Linked DNA regions of Callithrix jacchus: region 2 is linked to region 1. A link is a contact called in public Hi-C data. All regions are on one chromosome and are shown on one strand. Each heading gives the region's core, a stretch centred on a gene start, on an enhancer-like site or on the middle of the called end of the contact. The rest is flanking DNA. Distances are from core to core; before and after follow the strand shown.

Region 1 (3,772 bases), core at 894-3,393:
ACCCAAAGGAGATTCCATTTAAAACAGCTGGCAATAGGAAACTATTGTAGGTTCTTGAGCTCAGAAGAGATGATAAACAGGTTTTCTCAGAAAGACGTTACATGACAGTGATATGAAATAACCCTAGCTTTCAAGCTAAACTCTTATTATTAAGCACCCTCCCGGGATTTTATAAACCTATGTGATCAGGCAAGCCCATAAGAGAAGGCTTGTCTCTGCAGTTTTCAGCAACCATTCCCTAATCAGGATTCCTTCAGGTACAGCTTATTGTCCTATACTCCATTCCCCAACTTTCTAATTGCTTTATTATACTCAGGCCAATTGTCCCCTGAAAACATTTGTTATCAATAGATAATCACCAAATGATTTCTATGGCTTTTTTCCAAATGATTTCTATGGCTTTTTTTTTAAGGTTCCCTGATTATATGTATGATTCAGATACAACCTCCTGAGTCCCAAACACATCTCTAGGCTTTAAAGATAATAACCAAATCAAGCCCATCTTAAGAAATCTGAAACCTTTACCCTACTTATTTTTCCTAAAGGACTGCTTTACCTTTCTCAGAAATGGATTAGGCAACAGGAACTACTGTCAACATAGTTTGGCCCAACACATTATACCTAACTTGAATGGCCCACCATGTAGCAAAATCTCAGTTAACCTTATCCTAAATAAAACAGGAGGTGGCAAGGGAAAAGAAGGGCACAGAGAATATAATCTTTTGACACTCACATTCAAATGTATGCAGTTTAGAACTACTATTTCAACTAATTTCTTCAATTAAAAATATCAATAACAACTTTTAAACTGCAATTTTCAAGACTGTAATTTCTCAATACTCAGGATTTATTATTATTTTTTTTTTTTTTTGGTCAAGGTTCTGCAACATTTCCCCCGGTCAATATTCAACTCTTCGGAAGCAGTGAGAAAGGATTCTACATGGGATCCTATGATGTATTTGAGTACACACAGGGTCTATGTTCTCCCATCCTGAGAAGCATAAACTTGTTTTTGCCACTAAAGAATAGAGACCATCGTCCAATAACAAAAGTTATAAATATGACTCAAAGTGAACCTGCGACAAAGACTTACTAAACTCAAAATGGAACAAGCTGAATGGCTTAGTGCACCCAGAAGCATTTGAGAAACTGAGTACAAACACCAAAGAAAAAATGATGGTATAAGTTTAATAGGTTTGATAGAAAAATGGTTAATAGCCTAAAAGCCTACAAGGCAATAAAACTACAACCTTTAGGAGTAGTGTACTTCTTTCTCTCCCACTCAGAAATAACTTGCATCTCTAGTAATCAAAGATGTTAACTACAAAACCTAGGCCCTAATCAGTATCATCATGCCAAACAAATATAGTCAGTCCCCTAGAAATCTAAATCATCTTCAGATGGGCCTGTTAAACAGGCTTCATTTTGACTCTGAAAAGACATGTTGTCATCCTTTTGCCTTATTTCCAATACCACTGTAATTTTATCGCCACTAAAAGTTTCTATAAAGCAGTCAACTATTCCTTTAACATTCTCCCGCCCTCCCCGCCAATTCATGATTTTATAGGTCATTTGGGAGGTTTTTTAAAAAAAGAAAAACCTGTTGGCTCTAAATATCAGGTTATTTCTCCTAACACTTAATGAATCTGAAACTTCAAATTAAGTTGCACTCAGCCACTAGAAGCCCCGGAAATTTAATACTCTTTGTTTCAACATCACATGCTCAAAGACTTGCTATCTGCTATCAGTATGTGGATTTTAAACACAAGATAGTAACTACCCACTTCGAGGGTGCCGCAGCCTTTGGGTAGTAGCCATGGAGCGCTAGTGACACCAGGTGCGCGACAAGGGGCGGATCCCCAGGGAAAGAGTGTCTTCGCCCTTCCCCGCTCGCCCCAAGCCCCGAGCGGTGCGGCTAGCACAGGCCTGCAGTTCACCCAGAGGGGCCACTTCCCCAGCCTTTTGTTCAGGGCTGGGCTGTTTCCCGCCTACCCGCGCGCGCCTTTCCTCCCTGTACTAGGAGTAGGGCGAGAACCGTGTGGGAGCAGAGCCGGAAAAAGGCGACCGACAAGAGCTGTGGGAATACTCACCCGGCTCGGCTCGGCCCCTGACCCTGCAGCCCAGCCCGGCGAGGGCGGGGCAACGGAGCCAAGGGGAGGAGAGCCGGGGAGAGGGACTCAGCGCCTTGCGAGGCCACCACCGCGCCGGCGGCCCTAGGGAGCTGAATGATGGGGTTGTAGGGACCTCGAGGGCGGTGGATGAGCATAGCCTGCGCACCTTCAGGCCAACCAGAAGCTACGCGGCCTGCTTCTGTCAGCGCCTCAGGCGGCCGAAACGGAGCATGCGCACCTCGCCTTCCCGCGCGCCGTGGGGGCCGCCTAGTGCAGGCCGGTGACGTGATCCGCCGCGGGCTCCGGGCAGAGGCGGGGCTGGGACCAAGGCCAGTACTGGGAGAGGGTGGAGAGATGGGAAGCGAGACCTCCCCGTCGCCCGGGTCCACCGCTGCCAAGGCCCCGCCCCTCGCTTCGCCGGTAGCTGTCACCCCCCCCACCCCCATCTCCAACCGAAGGCACCGGGGGTGCCCTCCGCGGAGTACAAAGGCGGCTCGTTTAGGGGAAAACGGGTTACTAGCATCCCCCTAAGAGGTTGGAGAGCCATACCAGCATGCACACACCACAAAAAGTCTTGTAAACACAACAGTTAAGCACGAGCATGGCTACCCCTTGAAAACTTACGGATGGAGGGAGAAGTTAGGAATTCGAAAATTGACAATAGTACCATCTGTGGCACATATCTCAGAGGAGAAAAAAAATTCTAGCAGCAAAATTAAATTGGGGCGAAACGATGGGGATAAAGACTAGAAAAAAAAATGTAGGAGTAACAGGGGTGATCGAACTGAAATAGCAGACATCTGAAAGAAAACTAGCATCTGCTCCTTTTAACAACAGAGTTAAATTTGTTGGAAATGAAAGGAAAAAATGCAGGCGAAGAAGTGAAAGGAAAACCTGCCTTCAAACTACATGGTGTGGTTTTGATCTTGTACTACAGTTGTGTAAGATGTCACCATTCGAGGAAACTAGGTGATAGGTACATGGGACTCCAGGTGTTGTAGTATTTTTGCAATTTCCTGTGTCTAAAATGATTTCCAAATAATAAGTATTTTTAAAAGAGAGAATACTGATGGGTGGCGACCAGGGTGAAGGTCTGGAGGATAGGGTTGACTTAAAAAGGAGCTTGAGAGCTTCTATACTGTGACTGCTCGTGACTAAACCACTGTTTGTCAAAACCTATGAGGTATAAATTTTACTGCAAGTAAAATACTTTAAAACTCAAAATGGTGCAACTAACAAAAATGAATTTACACTAGCATTTTTTAGCAACTATGGATATAAATTAATTGGTAGCTGCCAATTTAGATTATCCATTTAATTTTTTTAAAAACACAAGGCAGTGTGCTGTAAATTGAGAGTTTAAGTAGGTGTCTCCATCAACTTTAAGTATTTACCTTAAAAACATATTTCACAAATGAAAACAAGAATGTAGCTGGGCACAGTGGCTCATGCCTGTAATCCCAGTGCTTTGGGAGGCCGAAGTAGGAGGATCACTTGAGTCCAGGAGTTCGACACCAACCTCAGCAACACAGTGGGACCTCATCTTTACAAAATGTTTTAAAAATAAGAATACTTTTTAAAAAATGGATCCATTGCTTTACATTGTATTCAATATTTTAGAAACAATGCACCAACTACCATGTTAATTTTTTAAAATATTT
Region 2 (3,986 bases), core at 89-2,588, 230 kb after region 1:
CTTGTCTATTCATCCTTTCCATATGTCGCCCTGTCCCACTCCGGTCCGTACCCTTCTTCCCAGTTTGAAGCCCATCTACTTTCTAACCCCATTATTACCCGTCTGATTTTACAGCCAAGGATCTCAACAAAATAAAGGATGCAGAGCTCTACTGGGAACCAGGTTGTGTGTGTTTCAGAAACTTTTGCGCGTTTACTGAAATGGGATTAGGGATTTGGATACAGAAACATTCTCGGGCAACCTTTCAGCCCTGGCACAGCTTTGTACACCTTGGAGCGAGCTGGGGCCTATTCTAACCGGCAAGGACAGGGAAGTCTTTCAAGACCTTCTCTGGCCTTTTTCACTCCAGGGGTCAGGATGAATAGGCATCACCGACCCAAACTGTTAAACCAGGCCGGGTGGGGAAACCTGGGGCCCTCTTCTGCAGCAGATCCGGCGGGGTGTCCATGGCGCCGCGTGGCTCCGTGCGAGGAGGGTTTGGGGTACTAGCCGCTGCGGCCGCAGGAGTCACCGGGCCTCTTTGGGAGGTCCGCTCACCACTCACAGAGGAGGCCGACCCCAGCCCGGGCACTCCCCTGGGGAGCAGGGCGCGGCCCGGGTGCCGCCACCGCAGCAGCGCCGAGGTGCAGTGTCTCCCCCAGGAGGGAAGGCGAGTCGCTCTCGGTCGCTCAGCCCGAAGGTCGAGGGAAGAGCCCCAGTGTCCCTCGTTAGCCGGCCCTCCGGGAACTGGGCGGGGGCGACACCCCAGGGAGCAGGGCTGAGGATGGCAGAAATCAATCCTGGGTACCGGCGCGAGGTCACGTACAGGAGAGGGGCGAAAGAGGGGCTGGTGGGGGCCCCAGGATGGCTGGGGCCGTTGCTCTGTCTGTGGACTCGGCGGGCGCCCCGAAGTCTGGGGCCGCCACGGCTCCAGCTCCGCCGGCCCGGCCAGAGACTCCAGGCCGCAGTTTCTCCTCCTCCCGGCGCCTTCTCTCCAGTGAGGAGCCGAGCGCGGGCGGCGCGGGGGGAGGGGTGGCGGTGGAGAGAACAGCCAGTTGTTTAAAATCCTTCTAGAGCAGTTTCTAATTCCCCCCTTGCGCCCGGGTTCGGAGGGGGAGGGGGGGAAGGAGAGCGGGTGGAGGGAGGAGAGCGGAGAGGGAAGGAGGGAGGGAGGGAACCGGGGAGGGAGGGAAGGAGGGAGGAGACTGCTGCTGAGGCTGTAGCCGCCACCGCGCGCTTCGGCAGGCCGGAGGGAGGGGAAGGCCTGTCAGTCTCGCACGTTGCCTTGGCGAAGGGGGCGGAGCTTTGGCGTGGGGCGGCCAATAGTGGGGGTGGCTGCGTGGGTCGCCATGGGGACGGGGCTGTTCCCGGGGAGGCTGTGATGGGTTGACAGGTGCGTGACAGTGGGAGCTGCTCTCGGCACAAGCATGTACGGCAAAGGCAAGAGTAACAGCAGCGCCGTCCCGTCCGACAGCCAGGCCCGGGAGAAGTAAGTGTCTCCGCTTCTCACCCACCTCCGCCTTCACACGCGCGCACACTCACGCACGCACTCGCACACTCTGGGAGACACAGACACTCTCCGTCCGGGAACGCCGGGGGTGGGCTGGCAGGGGGAGGGGTGCCGTGGTGGGGGCGTGTGGTGCGGGGAGCGGCGCTTTTCCCGGAGGTGCGGGCGCGGGGCGGGCGGCCGCAGGGGGCTGTCCGCAGGAGGGAGCGGGTGTGTTGAGGGGCGGCGGTGGTGCTGGCGGTGTGGATGGAAACTTGTTTGGGTGATTGAGGGAGATAACCCGCGGGTTCACCTTCCAAAGTAACTTTCGAGCTGGGGTCTGGGGCCCCGGGGACCCGGGGAGCCGCCGGGGGTGGCAGCAGGGGCAGCTGCGTGGAGGAAGGCGCGCGGTGGGAATGTCGGTGTTTGGCGGGCCGACCGGGTCGGGGCCGGGGTCGGGCGGGCGGCGCGGGGAGCGCGGCGACGGGGGCCTGGGCGCTGGGGCTTGGGGCGGCGAGCGCAGTGAGAGGCGAGGGCGGCGGTGCCGGGAGCGCGGCGGGCGGAAGCCGGGCGTGGAGCGGCCGAGCGGGGCCCCGCGGGGCGCGGAGACGCGCGCGGGGCGCGGAGGGCGTGTGCGGGTGTGGGCCGGGTGGGCGTCCCGGCTTTCCTGGGCTAGCGACGGACTCGGCGCCCGCAGTCCCCTGCGCGGCGCGGAGCTGGGGTGGAGGCGGGTGGGCGCCGGAGACGCCGCTGAAGTTTGGGAGTCGGAGAGGGAGGGAGTTCCAGGGGAGCCAAACTGTGCTGGCGAGGAGCGGGGTCTGTTGGAGGAGGCCGGCGTTTCTGCCTCTCGCAGCGGACCCAACTCCGCGGCGGCGGCGGGCGAACTTTTTGTGAGGCTGGCAGCCCCAGAGCGGCGGGAGGGGCGGGCTTGGCGGGGCGGTGGTGGGGGGCGCGCGGAGGGGAGGTGTGGGAGCCTCCGGGGGCGCCGAGGAGGGCAGCTGCGGCGGGGAGGGGCGATGGTCCGAAAAGGGGTTTGTGGGAGGGGAGACGCGTTCAGGTGGGAAGGAACCGCTTGGTTGCAGTTGTGGGGAGATACAGGTGTTAACTTCGGTGGGAGCCCAGGAGGCAGCTGGCGAGAACAGAGCCCCTCCCTGCCCGGGTTGCCACTGTCACGGCACACTGCAAAGCAGAGCGGTTTGCTGCTATTCTTGTGTATTTGTAACGGTGATTTGGTTGTTACTAAAAATGAGAACGGATAGTGACTGTGACCACTGAGGAAGAATCCCCCCTCCCATTTTTTTTTTTTTTTTTAACTATGCAGCAGATTAGACAGTGATTCCCAGTAACCACTTAAACTCTGAGGGTCAGGGCTATCCTTGTCATTGAACGCACCCCATCTTTCTGAGGGGGTTCAGACCAGGCGAAAAGTCTGAGAGCATCTCTCAAAGGTACTTTGGTTACCTTGCGCACAGAAATAGCTGCATAAATAAAAACCGAATGCGCAGGCGACTGAGTTTTCCTCCTTGCTTTAGGCAGTTAGTCTCCCCCTGAAAGTTTCGTGTGCCCTAGAGATGGGAACATTTCCTAATCTTTGTGTTGGCAGCAACACACTCAATTCCCATAGGATTTAGAGGTATCAGGCCTTGATGTAGCAAAGCAAAACAAAACAAACAAACAAAAAAAATTAGGAGAGAGGCTGGTTTGTTTTTTTCCAAGAGGTATTTTCTGAGCTGCATTCAGGATCTTGTTGCTGTGACAAGGAATATGTAAAAGACGTAGCGTTATAGCCTGGTTAAGAAACGGCAGTTACTAGAATTGAAGTTTTGAAATGCAGTCTCATTCGTGTGCATTAATCATTTTGTTATAATGTGTCTGATAAAAACACGTGAAGGAGGATGTTTTAATGATTACAGAATATTTGAATTTCACATTAGAGTGAAGGAATTGAAATGTATTGAGGTATTATCTTATTTTGGGGGTGACTGAATTTGAGAATCAAAGTAATTTTAGATTTTAGGTGAACTGTCCCAGGAAGGGGTGAACTTTAGCTGAATCCTATTCAGTATCCTGATGACTTCTTACATTTTTTTTAGTTTCTCAGATAATAACCAGAAAGTTGGAACTTGTATAACTGTGGTCCTCTGTAGCGCTAATTCTGTGATTTCCCATGAGGAAAACAAATAATTGCCACTTTGCTGTCAAATCTACCAAATTGAACACCAAGTAGCATCTACTCTTGTGAGCAGATGAGGGTTCTGCTAGATGGTGCTATTTGATTTAAATATATTTCTTCCATTCATTTCAATTGGCAGCAGGAATTCTTGACTGGTTTGCCTTATGAACTAAATATAGGTGAAGAGGCCGCTTTTGAAGAATTGACAATGACTGTTCTGGGTTGTCATTGCATTAATTTCTAGTTGAATGTTGTTTGAATCTAAGACAAACATCAAGGTAGGTTCTGTGTTACAGAATAAACAATTTCAATTTGGTGGGAAGAGTTGATCTAATCTCCCGGTTTTTC

The links. Hi-C and Micro-C count contacts between places; a contact is called where the count stands out from the background.
Region 2: a Hi-C map of skeletal muscle shows a contact between it and region 1, with 4 times the contacts expected there. The contact joins the promoter of SSBP2 here to the promoter of ATG10 in region 1. A contact is called at or near these places in 2 of 3 Hi-C or Micro-C datasets (both in skeletal muscle).

The regions. Positions count from the first base shown.
Region 1 is chr2:128,981,649-128,985,420 of calJac240_pri, forward strand. It overlaps ATG10 (autophagy related 10), which reads right to left and starts at 2,144. Exons shown (of 7, transcript XM_078365889.1): 1 at 2,091-2,144.
Region 2 is chr2:129,211,055-129,215,040 of calJac240_pri, forward strand. It overlaps SSBP2 (single stranded DNA binding protein 2), which reads left to right and starts at 1,339. Exons shown (of 15, transcript XM_078365266.1): 1 at 1,339-1,468.